Linked DNA regions of Mus musculus: all the other regions are linked to region 3. A link is a contact called in public HiChIP or PLAC-seq data. All regions are on one chromosome and are shown on one strand. Each heading gives the region's core, a stretch centred on a gene start, on an enhancer-like site or on the middle of the called end of the contact. The rest is flanking DNA. Distances are from core to core; before and after follow the strand shown.

What was found. HiChIP or PLAC-seq counts read pairs in DNA pulled down with a chosen protein or histone mark.
Region 1: a contact with region 3 is called in an H3K27ac HiChIP or PLAC-seq map of embryonic stem cells, with 5 read pairs. The contact joins the promoter of Krt87 here to the promoter of Nr4a1 in region 3. A contact is called at or near these places in 2 of 115 datasets of contacts at active chromatin or transcription factors (embryonic stem cells and pancreatic cancer cells).
Region 2: a FOXA1 HiChIP or PLAC-seq map of pancreatic cancer cells shows a contact between it and region 3. The contact joins the promoter of Krt7 here to the promoter of Nr4a1 in region 3. A contact is called at or near these places in 2 of 115 datasets of contacts at active chromatin or transcription factors (embryonic stem cells and pancreatic cancer cells) and 1 of 9 other capture datasets (adipose tissue).

Annotation. Positions count from the first base shown.
Region 1 is chr15:101,436,367-101,440,609 of GRCm38.p6, reverse strand. It overlaps Krt87 (keratin 87), which reads left to right and starts at 1,806. Exons shown (of 9, transcript NM_001003668.2): 1 at 1,806-2,223; 2 at 3,870-4,078. The coding sequence starts at 1,840.
Region 2 is chr15:101,409,817-101,414,408 of GRCm38.p6, reverse strand. Krt7 (keratin 7) reads right to left here and starts at 2,006. Exons shown (of 9, transcript NM_033073.3): 1 at 1,630-2,006; 2 at 229-440. The coding sequence starts at 1,935. Gm671 (a long non-coding RNA gene) reads left to right here and starts at 2,217. Exons shown (of 4, transcript XR_384459.2): 1 at 2,217-2,306.
Region 3 is chr15:101,265,314-101,269,509 of GRCm38.p6, reverse strand. It overlaps Nr4a1 (nuclear receptor subfamily 4, group A, member 1), which reads right to left and starts at 2,664. Exons shown (of 7, transcript NM_010444.2): 1 at 2,539-2,664.

The sequences.
Region 1 (4,243 bases), core at 557-3,056, 170 kb before region 3:
TGAAGTTGAAGATTCATCTCATGCACAGAACCATGGCTGAACTAAACTGAGAGGAAACAAACCCAGGCTGGACCAAATCACCCTATCCCAAGAGAGACAGTTGTAAAGAACAAAGTTGGTGGCAATCCAACAACACTCCTTGGAAGTGAGCTGTCAGGGCTGGCTATGATGACCTTGGAGTTCCCAGATTTAATTATTGCATGCACAGTAATAGCACAGCTTTAAAACAAAGGAAGCACCAGGTGACCTGCAGGCTTCTCTTTAATGCTGGCTGCTGAGCACACACTCCGGTTTCCGCTGCTAGCGATGGGACACATAATTAACTTCCTTTATGATGGTTCTAGCTGCCTAGAGTCAGTATCCATGACCATTGGAAACAGCCCATACTCCTGCCTCTAAGATCCCAGCCTTATTCCACAGCCCACAGCCCACAGCCACACAGGCACAGGCCCTGAAGAGACAGCCTTGAAGCAGTTCTGATCGCTCAGAACTCTCAGATCCTGACTCCAGTCCTTGGAGCCTTCCACATAAGTCTATGCGCCACTATGAGGTCACCTTGCTAAGCAGATGAATGGGCACAACCCCTGAAGAAAGCCTTTGATTTGGGAGAAATCATGTGTCAAAGAGCCCTCCACAGTGGATGCAGTGGCTCACACCTGCTGTGCCAGCATTTGGGGTGTGGAGGCAGTAACACCATGAGCTCAAGGCTAGTGATTTGGGGTCAGCCTGGACGACGTGAATCCTTATTTGTCTCAAAAACAACGAAAATCCCTTAGTGGGCTAGGCAGGGCAGTCATCAGTGTTTGTGGCTTCTCTCTCCAAAGTGCATAGGGAAGGGTAGAAGGGTTAGAGGAGATAGGAGCTGAGCTGAATGAGAAAGAGAGAGACAGAGAGACAGATAGACACACAGAGAAAGACAGAGATAGAAAGACAGAGAGAGACAGAGAAAGAGACAGAGACACACACAAAGAGACAGAGAGACGGAGAGGGAGGGAGGGAAGAGGAGAGGAGAGGAGAGGAGAGGAGAGGAGAGGAGAGGAGAGGAGAGGAGAGGAGAGGAGAGGAGAGGAGAGGAGAGAAGAGAAGAGAAGAGAAGAGAAGAGAAGAGAAGAGAAGAGAAGAGAAGAGAAGAGAAGAGAAGAGAAGAGATACGGGAACGTTTCTGCCTAAAGGGACACAGGAAGAATAACAAGTTAACAATAGTGGAACAAATAGATAAACAAGCAAACATTTCTGGAGCTCTTAAGTGCTAGGTCCTGCCTAAGAGGCTTTCGGATCCATTATCCTATTATCCTATTATCAGCAGCTCTTCTGTTATTACTACTATTATTGTTGTTATTATTATTATTATTCCCTTATCCCTGCTCCCCACAGGACTTCTAAGGCTCAGAAAGGTTATTTACCCACCCAAAGTTGGACATGAATTTGCCCATAACTTCAAAGGTCTTGTCATCGTGCGAGCACGCCCCCTACAGCATGAATTCAAAGGTCACCTCCAAGGCCAGGGCTTCCTAGCCTTCAGGGTGGAGAACCAGGTGGGATGTGAGCCAGCCTGGGATGGAGACAGTGACCCAGTGAGTCCCAATAGCGCGACACGAGGGTCCCGCCCGATGCCCACAGTGCCCAGCCCCGGAGCTGACCAGGCGCTTCGTGGCACCATAAAGCCAGGGCGGGCGGGAGAAGAACGCCGTTTTATGGGGGCGGCAAGGTAGCCCGGGCTGCTTTGATTCCAACAGGCAAGCTCATAAACGCCTGGGCGGCGGGCGCGCTCCCTCCTGCACGATATAAGGCTCAGAGCGAGCCTCGGGGTCCAGCCTGACTCTGTATCGCCTCTGAACCATGTCTTGCTTCTCCTCCCGCCTCGGAGCCTCCTGTGGGGTCCGCGCCTTCAGCTGCGCCTCGGCATGTGGTCCCCGGCCCGGCCGCTGCTGCATCTCTGCAGCTCCCTACAGGGGCATCTCCTGCTACCGCGGACTCTCAGGGGGCTTCGGCAGCCGCAGCGTCTGCGGGCCCTTCCGCTCTGGCTCCTGTGGACGCAGCTTCGGGTACCGATCTGGAGGCGTCTGCGGGCCCAGCCCCCCCTGCATCACCACCGTCTCTGTCAATGAGAGCCTGCTCACACCCCTGAACCTGGAGATCGACCCCAATGCTCAGTGTGTGAAGCATGAGGAGAAGGAGCAGATCAAGTGTCTCAACAGCAAGTTCGCAGCCTTCATCGACAAGGTGGGTGTCCTGGGCCAGCCCCTTCTTGGCACCTGAGGACCTGCTGGGAGCAATCCGCAAGCAGGTTCTCAGAAAGGGAGCTCTAGGTAACTTTAGATGATGAGAAAAGTCACACCTCTTCAAGACTGCTCCAGTACTTAAGACTGAGAAAGGACATTGGTCTTAACTTCTCTCCCTTCTAATGCAGCCTTCTCTCCTACTTTTATTTATTTTTTTAAAGATTTATTTATTTTATGTATATGAGTACACTGTAGCTGTCTTTCTCTCCCACTTTTAACGAAGAAAATTCACAGCCCCATGGGACAGTCTCAACTAGAATGCCGTGCTTTGTGAAATCATTTGACACATACCTAGTGAGGCTGCTTTCCCAACACAGTGAATTCGTTGTTTCAGTGTGCCATGCGTGCAAATTCCTGCGCATGCGCACATACGTATGTTTGGATCTCGCAGCGTGGTGTCTCCAGAGAGGGCAGAGAGCTACAGCCAGCCTTGAAACCGGAAGCACATAAAGACTGATGCCTGTGGCATAGTCCTTCGTGCCCGGAATTGAAAAAGTGACAGTGATGGAGCCGTTCCACCACACAGTCAGATCAGACCCGGGCACGGAGTGTTCCATTCCTCAGGCCCTGAGTTAGAGGGCCCAAAGCCCAGAGTCACAGTTCCCTCTAGCCAGACTACACCCTAGGAAAGTAGCCACAGTCAAGCAGAAAGGAACCTGGACCCAAGAGTCTGTAGCCTTTGCCCAACACCTAATTCCTCCTCTGGCTCACTGGGTGATATGGTATGGCGGGCGGCGTCCTCTCTGAACCTCAGCAGCTTCCCACCAGTGTGTGCGCCGGCCACACCCTTGATCAGGAAGGTCGAGCTGAGAAAGCCCCAGGATCTTAGCAACTAAGACCACCCAAACCATTCTGCGCACACGGTACCAAGGACCCCAGTTCCCATTTTTGGAACTTCTAATGCTCCAGTCCTCAGCTGTACTCTTGGAAGTAGGAGCACAGGGGCCAGGCCTGCAGGTGAGAGGCAGCCCCGCTCCAGTCCAGTCTCAGGAAGTGGAAACCCAGAGGCCCAGGGCTAGTCGGGGCTGGCTGCCATTCTTTAGTCAACACAGGTCCTTGGCCACATCCACTGTCCGATCTACTTGACTGACAGTAAACGGTGACATTCCCATGGACCTGTTTTCTAAAATCTTCTCCAGTCTACATGATTTCTAGAGACTAGCAAGTACTTGGGACTCCAGAGCTCTTAAGTGGCAAGAGCCCCAGAATGCTCACCCTCGCGTCTCTGACGCACCCCAGGACTCCCTCTCTACTTTGTCCATTCTCAGCTGGTCACCAAGGACATCAGATAAGTCACAACTCTCCCTGAGGAAGCTCATGGAGAAAGGCTTCCTTTTCTCCTTTCCCTTCACTGTCCTGTGTTCCTTCCTCCAGGGAGCCTTCCCTGCTTTCCTCTGCCTTACCGGAAGTCACTCAGTTACCCAGCACAGCTACATGTCTCAGGGTTTCCCTCCTACCCCATCTGGACAGACATTCATTTGCCCAACCATTACACACTTCCTCAATGAGCTCTGTCTGGCTCTTTCTACAACCTAAGGAGGGCATGTTGGCTCCTCCCACACAGACTTTCTCCCTCTCCAAACACAGGTGCGCTTCCTGGAGCAGCAGAACAAGCTGCTGGAGACCAAGTGGCAGTTCTACCAGAACCGCAAGTGTTGTGAGAGCAACATGGAGCCTCTGTTCGAGGGCTACATCGAGGCGCTGAGGCGGGAGGCTGAGTGTGTGGAGGCCGACAGCGGGAGGCTGGCAGCCGAGCTCAACCATGTGCAGGAGTCCATGGAGGGCTACAAGAAGAGGTGAGGGACACTGGGGAGGAGGCTTGTAGAAACAAGTAAAATTAAGTCAAAGACAACAGGTTTAAATGGGATTTTGAAGGGGTGCTCCCCAGAGGTCCTCCCTAAAGAGAGACGACGATGACACATGCTTCTAGATCAGTGGTTCCCAACCTTCCTAATGCTGCG
Region 2 (4,592 bases), core at 757-3,256, 150 kb before region 3:
AGGGAAAAAATGACCAGAATGTCCCAGCAACAGCCCCTGGGGGCAAGAAGGAGAGGTGAGGCAGGGACTGTGTCAACAAAGGCCATAGCTCCAGCCATTCCAGTGCTGAGCAGCTGTGCACTCTGACCCCTGACCAGGTCTGAACCAGGGACACTTGTGGAGGGTCTGTGTGTGAGAGGCATACTGTCCCCAGGGCTGGGATCCTCCAAAAGGCACCAGGGACATTACTTATTCTTGAAATCTTCCACCACATCCTGCATGTTCCGCAGTTCCACCTCCAGGCGGCCCCCATCCAGCTGCAGTGTCTCGAGCTGCTGCCTCAGCCCAGCAATCTGAGCCTCAAAGATTCGGGGAAGCTGGCTGCTCTTGGCTGACTTCTGTTCCTGCAGCAGCGCCCACTTGGTCTCCAGCATCTTGTTCTGCTGTTCCAGGAAGCGTACCTGGAGGGGTGTGGAAGAGGAGGAACCTGAGGGGCCAGACTCTACTACCACAGATGTTGAAAAGTCTGGAACCACTGTGCAGCAGAGCCCATGTGCCCACTAGTTGTGCTTACCCCTCATCCCTAGGACCCTATTTCAAGTGTAAGCCATGGAGTTGATGTGCTTGGCTTAGTGGAGTACACTGTTCCTAGCCAATTCTGCTTCAATGGTATTTTCTACCTCTGCCCCTTAAATAGCCCCTTTCTTCTCTGAAGCTGGGGGTGAGAGGGTATTAGGGGACTGACTGGACTGGCCCCTCCTTCCACGCTGGAATTTTTCTTTCTTCCTCAGTATCTTCTCTCCTTCCTCTTATCTCAGCCTGAAGGTGGGAGGCAAGAAAAGCCCTTGAAACCAGCAGCCTGAGGAATCATGAGCTGGATTAGGATGGCACAGCTCAGCATAGAGCAGGAAGTGGGGCTAGAGCAGTCTGGGAAGTTTCTTTTAAGGATTTCTGGGACAGAACGGTACAGGCAGGAGGACTGGAAGGGAGACGGTGAAGCAAGGGATTGGTCCTAGCCAGAGGGACAGGCAGGACTGCAGGCCTCAGCTTCCTAGATGCCCATGAATGACTGGGATGGACAGCCAGGGAGATACCTTCCAAAGGGCCCCTCTCCCAAGTCCCAGTCTCCCACAGAGCCATCTGCAAAGGCAGAGGTAACCTTACCTCCTACCAACAAAAAAGGTAGAGGAACGGGCAGGTAAGTAGGGCAGAAGCCTCCCTCCGCCAGGCCTTTATTCTCAGCATCTACCTCAGATACAAAGTTCTCCCATGGAGAAAGGAGGAGTCATCCCACCCCATTCCTGACTCCTCACAACCTCCTCCCAGGGAAAGGGACCCAGACACCAAAGAACTAACTGCTGGCCTTGGCCTCCAGAGCTCCTAGCCTCACACCTGTTACAAAGTGGCTCCAAATCCCCCGAGACCAGTCAACTATGGAAGCTGGAGAGAACTTGGGGGCAATCCTTGAGTCCTTGAGGAAAGGGAGGGGCCCAAGGCCATTTGTTGGCAGAGCGGAGTTTGGAGACTAAAGGAGGGTGTAAGGAGAAGTACTATACAGAGCCCACCGAAGACACAAGAGGAAAGAGACCTACACCAGCCTCCCAGGGCAAGGCGTGGCCGGAAAGAACCGTGCGACTGAGGCTGTCTCACCTTGTCGATGAAGGAGGCGAATTTGTTGTTGAGGGTCTTGATCTGCTCGCGCTCCTCCTGGCGCACCTGCTGGATGGTGGGATCGATGTCCACACTCAGCGGCGCCAGCAAGCTCTGATTGATGGTGATCTCGCGGATGCCAGCGCCCACCGGGCCCCCATAAGCGGAGCGCACGGCCACACGAGGCCTTGATGAGCCCAGGCCATAGAGGCTCCTGCTGCCGAAGCTGGCGCGGCCCGAGCTCAGGCGCACCTGAGCCCCGCGGCCCGGGTAAGCAGTGGAGCGAGAGCTGAAGTGGATGGACATAGCGGCTGGACACAGCTGGCTGGACGAGGCGAGGAGCAGCGCGAACTCCCTGACCTCAGGCAGTCTGCGACCTTTTATTCCTCCATGCGGGGCGGAGGCTGAGCGCACACAGGTGGGGACAGGGCGGGGCTGGCCGCTGGCCACCTTTCTCTGCAGCCAGGGCCTTCCTGTCCGCCTGCCTTCTGCCCTCGCACCGCCCCCAGCCGCCGCCCAAGGCTCTTCGTCCACTCGGGAAGTGTCTGCAGGAGGCCGAGACGCCGTCGTGAGACACCCACACCTCAGGCAAGTTGTCCAAGATACCCACAGCCCAGAAATCTCTGGACCGCAAAGAGACCACCTTACAATTGGCAGGAGAAGGCTTCCTAGAGCAGGTATGAGGAGTGAATACCTAGATTCCTGAGGCCAGTAGGAAAGCCAAGTGCTACAAAAGGAAGTGCCTGACAAACTTTAGCTCCTGCTGAAAGTTGAAACCCCTCACCCACTGGCTGGGGAAGCCCTAGGCTTCCTAGGACTCTCCTTCCTGGCCCAGCTGCTACTGGAGAGCTCAGCTCAGTTCTTGAGTAACCTGGCCCTGTGACGATCCTTACTGGGAAGAGCTGTTTCAGTAACTGCGCCCTCCCCACCATCCAAGTTCAGAGGGCTTGCCTCACCCCCTCCTCAAACTACTGTATGGGTTCCTGGGATGGCTGTGCGTACCCTTCTGTGCCCTCATACCCCTAACACACTAGTGTGAGTGTATATGAGTGCAGTCTGTGCATGGGGGGTCTGGATTCACAACTGAACACATTTGTATGCACATGTGTGTGTCCTGTCTCCCGTTCACATCCAGACGTTCCTCCCTGCTCTGCCTCATTTTTCCTGCTTACAAACCCACTAGGCTATGCCTGACAAGGGAATCAACTAAAACTGGCCTCTGTGGTAACCCGTGGTGGTGTGCTCAGTGCTCCTCGGAGTGCTCCTGGACTTCCAGTTTTCCCAGACTCACTTGGACAGCCTTTAGCCCACCTCTGGCTCCATGCAGTGAGACTGGTCCTTTAGGGGCGTCCTAGGTGGGGAGGATGGGAATGTCATATTCTTCCTGCTTTGCCTTTTCAGGTAGACAACCCTAAGCTCTCAAGGAGACTCCCTACCCCTCAAGGTGCTTCCTCAGTCCTTTGTCCCCCTCTGCACCCCACTTTCCATCCTGCTACAGCCCCTGCCACCCATCCCCCACTTTGGAGGTTGTTTCTCACCCACACCAAGAGCTCCTTCTCTTTCTCAAGCTGAGCCCCAGCAGGGCACAGCTAGTGCGCTGACCTGGACGGGTCCTGGCCCCCTCAGCCACAGCTCCTTCAGGATGAGGGTCTAACAAGAGCTGGGAAGCACACAGACAAAAGTACCTGGGCACTTCAGTCCAGGCCTCGGCCCCCTATAACCACCACACACAGGCTTGAGAAATACTTCCTCATTCCTGAGCCTACCCCACATCTGCCCTGGGCCTCTTACCCCTCCCTGGAACATTCTTTAAAACTCCAGTGCTAGCTAGATTCCTCCTGCTCCCACATTCCCAGACCAACCTGAGAGGCCACTCAGTGCCAGGTGGAGGCAACACACACACACACACACACACACACACACACACACACAAATGTCCTTTGAAGTGTTTCACAGAGGGCTGCCAGCCCCTGACACCACACCTCCCATCAAATTCCTGCCCCAAAAGAGTTCACAGCCTAGTGGTTCATCTGAACCCAGTCTCTCTCTGTCTCTCTCTGTCTCTCTCTCTCTTTCTCTCTCTCTTACCCATTCCTTCCCCTCCCCTCTCACCACATGCAGACCTTAGAGAGACTACCTCCTATATTTTGCCTTAGCCCCACAAACTCCTCCATTGTCTTCTGCCTAACTCAGTGAGGCTACACACACTCACATACACACATTCACACACACACATTCACACACATATTCAAACACACACCACACATTCACACATACCATACACACTCACTCACACTCACACTCACACTCACACTAAGCGATGCCAAGTGTAAACTTTGCTTGTCCCCTGACTCTCTTGGCTACTATGCTAAGCATCCTCTGGAACCCAACCACCAACAGCAGTGAGCACAGATTATTAGCACTACCTGTATCCACCAATCCTGACCTGGATGCCTGGCCCCTGCAATCCTGGCCCAGTGGACATTGTGGCTCCATTCACAGAGCAGGAGAAACATAATAACTTGTATTCAAGACCAGAAAAAAAAAAAACACACATTCTAATTCTTAGACCGGGGGGGGGGGGAGTTTTTTTTTTCATGATCTTGAACTGTGACTGCTGATCAGACTAAAAGCCATTTAGCAGTCTGCGTGAGCCACTGGGGGAGGTAGCCAATGGCAGAGTGCGTGACCAGCATGTATGTGGACCAATGCTCAATCTCTAATAGTGGCACACACAAAAACTTCAGGGCATACAAGCATAACACAAAGGAGCTGAGGGACACAGGCTGAGAAGGATGTGATGGACAGCAGGCTACTTTCCTGACTGTACACCACCATCCTGAAGAACATAACAGGCATGGAGAATGTGGGCTGTGGTTTACATGGTATCTTCTGCGCATGTGCCGGCTTAACGTACTGAACCATTTTGTCCGTATGATATAACCTATGACACAGAGGTGTAT
Region 3 (4,196 bases), core at 1,415-3,914:
CCCACACCTCACCACCACCACCCCCCGCATGCTGATCCCACAGGCACCCACTCTGTACTTTCTGACATGTTTCCAGGAGTTGGGGGGAACTAGGCCACCTCACCATCCCCAGCTCCACAATGGGTTGGGTAGCATTGCTATAGAGTTTTAAATACCGTATACTGGGGGGGGGGGGGGGGGTGGAGAAGTTGCTCAGTGGTTAAGAGCATGCACTGCTCTTCCACAGGAACTAAATCCAGTTCCCAGCAACTACATCAGGTGGCTCACAACCATCTGTAACTCTAGCTCCAGGACATCTGATGTCTCTAGCCTTGTAGGACACCCATGCTCATGTGCACACACAGAGACACATATAAATACAATTAAAAACAATTGAAAACGCAAAAAAAAGTAAAACCTTAAATACCATATATTGAAGGGAGGCGAGGAACTGAGCAGGAAGATCCAGAGAGCAGTCTCTGGACTGGAGAAAAGACAACTCTCAAAAGGAATTTCTCAGCTAACCCGGTCATTTATTTTCATTTTCCATGCCAATAGGTGTTTTGCCTGCATGTTTGTCCGTGTGAGGGTGTCAGATCCCCCCTGGAACAGGAGTTACAGACAGTTGCAAACTGCCACATGGGTGCTCTTAGCCCCTGAGCCATCTCTCCAGCCCCCTAACCTTGTCATTTTGTAAGAGAACACTCAGAACCCAGCAGCAGCCGCAAGCTAATTGGACAGAGTGGAGGATCCTACCAGCGGATGCACAGAGACAAGCTGTCCCTCTGCTAAAGCAGATGTCTGTTTGCTGCAGCATCCAGGGTCTCAGCAAAGGTCACAAACCTGAAGCACCTGAATGACCAGGGGTAGCTGGAGGAGGCCCTTACGTTCTCATCTGGTCAAAAAAGCCCACAGAGGAGGCTCCAGGACCTAGTGTCCCTTTCCACCTCCAACTCTGGGGTCTGTACAGTTCTAGACTTTCTAGTTGAAAAGACAGGTCACACAGGAACACTGAGGCAGAGGGTGCTGAGGCAGAGGGTGCTGAGGCAGAGGGTGCTGAGGCAGAGGGTGCTGAGGCAGAGGGTGCTGAGGCAGAGGGTGCTGGGGCAGAGGGTGCTGGGGCAGAGGGTGCTGAGGCAGAGGGTGCTGAGGCAGAGGGTGCTGAGGCAGAGGGTGCTGAGGCAGAGGGTGCTGAGGCAGAGGGTGCTGAGGCAGAGGGTGCTGGAGCAGAGGGTGGGGTGGAGAAAAAGACTATCACCACCTGCTGGCCCTTGAGACCCTCTAGTCCCAGTATTTCTCCCATTCCCCACACCACCCCTGGGTGCCTAGCCAGGACAGCTCCACCGCTGGCTAGGCATACGACTTCCCATAAAACAGCACCCCCCCCCCAACCAGTTCCCACCCCGCCTGCCCCGTGTCAAGTCCCTAGGGCATACAGCACCTGGGAGAAAGAAAGAAATATGGCCACTTCTGCCTCTGTTTGCAAGAAGCCTGGGAAGGGATGGGTTGGGGGTGGAGGAAGAAGGGTGGCAGCCAGTCAGGACTGGGCGTTTGTTCCAGCTCCATTCAAATCCTGTTTCTCCACTTGGACATCCTACATCCGGATCAACCCCCACCAATCTACCCAGCTTCAGGCCGATAGTCCGCAACACAAGATACAGATCTGCATCTAGCCTCCTGAGGGGGTGGGGGTGTCTCAAGGAGGAGGAAGAGGCGGGGTTGAAAGAGGGAGTGGGAGAATCCGGCTTGGGGCAGGTCCTGGCAACACCTGTTAGGTGACCAAGCCCGCAGGCTGCACCCTACCTAACAGACTCAAAAGACCACTGGGGTATACAAGTCTGTCTGATGACAGAAGGGGTCTCCCCCCTAGTCAGTACTACATCGAGACTCTATCGTGAGCAACTTCCACCCAGGCTCCACGTGCGGCTTTCAGTAGCTGCACCAGGCTACAGCTCCTAGGTTTCTAGATACTCTGACAACTTAGTCTAACACAACCATTACCCAGCCAACCTAGCTAGCCATTTCCTTCAGCAACCCCCAGGTCTTCCAGCACGGTTCAGAAAGAAAGTTCGGTAAGGGAATCAGAAAATCTAAGTACAGCCTATGAAGTATTAAGTAAACACTGGGAAAGGGGGCTGAGAGCCCGGGAAGGAGACCCGTGGAAATCCAATCTTACTTGTACTTGGATGGATCCCAGCAACGCCGAAGCTCTGAGTACCTTTTCCCAGTCCATGCTCAGACAACCCCCTACCCGGCAATCAACACCCAAACCCAGAGTACAGAGTGCCTCACACTGGAGATCCTAGCGGGGAAACCTCCTAAACAAGCGCCCACTACCTACCAAAACCAAGCACCTTGCAGACCCTTCGCCCGCTTCCTAAACTTCAAGCCCTGGCTCACCCTACTCCAAGAGCTATCCTTTAATACCAAAAATGCACCCTACACACCCCTCCTCGTAAGCCGACCCGAAAACACCCTTCCTTTTCGCCCGCGCGTACACCCCATCTCTTTCATGCACTGTCCCTAGAAACAGAAACACGCTCCCTGCGGGGTACCTACCCAGCCGGCTCCCACTCCCTGTGGCCGGGACCAGCGACCCAGTCGCAGCCTGGTCCCGCGTGCGCTCCGCTCCGCAGTCCTTCTAGCACACTCCCCCAACTTTCGCAGCCTCCTGCACTGGGGCTCCCCTGGCGAGCCCGACCCACATCTTAAGCGCTCCGTGACGCATGGAGAGGGGCGGGGGCGCCACTGACGCACACGGCCCGGCGAGCTTTGGCCATACAAGGGCGCGGGGGGCGGCGCGGTTCCGGCGGGAGGCGGCCAGGAGGAGGCGCGGGGACGGGGAGCCCGAGGGGGCGGGGCGAAGAGGGGGGGCCTGGAATGTCTGCGCGCGTGACGCACGCGGGGTTCCATTGACGCAGGGAGCGCGGATTGTTTGATCTATAAATAGTTTTCCTCTCGCCCGCTGCGCCGGCTAAATATAGTAGCTTCCAGACCCACTAGGCTCACCAAGCCGGACCCGGGATCGGGTCCCGGGGTCCGAAATAACCGACCAGGAGGAGGGGGTGTTGTAAATCCGTGCCCGCAGGGCTTCCCCAGAACAGGATCTCCTCCCCTCCAGCTGCTCCTGGTGCCAACAGCTCCCTCTCCCTCCTGCCCACCCCTACCCCAGGCCCTGCTCCGCTTTTGTCCCTTTCCCAGTCTGTCCTGGACACCTAGGGTATCACTCTCTGCCATTCTGAGCAGCCAGGGCAGTTCAGGGCTGAGGCAAGCCATTCTGGGACACACCCAGAAGATAGGAGGTGGGCTGGGCCCGTGCCTCAGCCTTGGCAATGTGCAGGGTCTCTAGCCCCAGGACTGAGGACAGGCACTCTGGCCTTCAAGGTTCCTTCCCAAAGGGCATAGCTTTGCCAGGCTGGGTCAACGGGCTCGGCTCCACACCGATGCTGGTTTCTCAGCGATGGCCTCTTAACCCCTCGCAGGATGGATGCACCCTAGTTGAGAAATTGCCGAATTTCAGAACCGGGTGGAGCCTGAGAAATCTTTCCAAACTCTTGCCAACTCTTCCCCATTTTATAAATAGATTCAGAGACATAATGGTACTTGTTCAAGGTCACTAAGCTAGGTAGTAGCACAATGGGGTCTTGAACCCAGGGCCATCGAACTCCATCTCCTTTTCACACTCTTCTGTCAATTCCCTGGTCCCAGTCCCTGATGGGGACCCACCTGCCTCCCCACTACCTGCTCCAGCAGTGAAGAGAGCAGCTGTAACCAGTTACTGCTTGCAGGGAAGGGTCTGGCCAGGGCTGTACTCAAAGTGCAGACCAGGCTGCAGCCACCTGGAGCTGTCACCCTGCAGGTCACATCTCCATCCCAGTCTAAGCTAAAGGAAACCTCATTTGTAGTCAGGTAAGAGAAAGGAAGGGGTATGGAGAAAAGATTCAGTGGTTAGCTTTCCCTACTAGGGATTCTCTTTGCAGTATCTCTATCCCATCCTTGACCCCACCCCCTGGTTCCCGATTTCTGCTGCCAGCCCACCAGTGCAGCAGACTAACCGAGACTATCCAATGACGGCCTATTCTGGCCATAACCGGTTTTTAAAAATGGGCTAAGGGCGTAGCTCAGTGGTAGAGTTCTTGCTTGCCTAGCATTTGTAACCTGGAGTCCATCCCATCACCACAAAAGACCCCCCCCCCCAACCAGCCTGCTATTTCTTT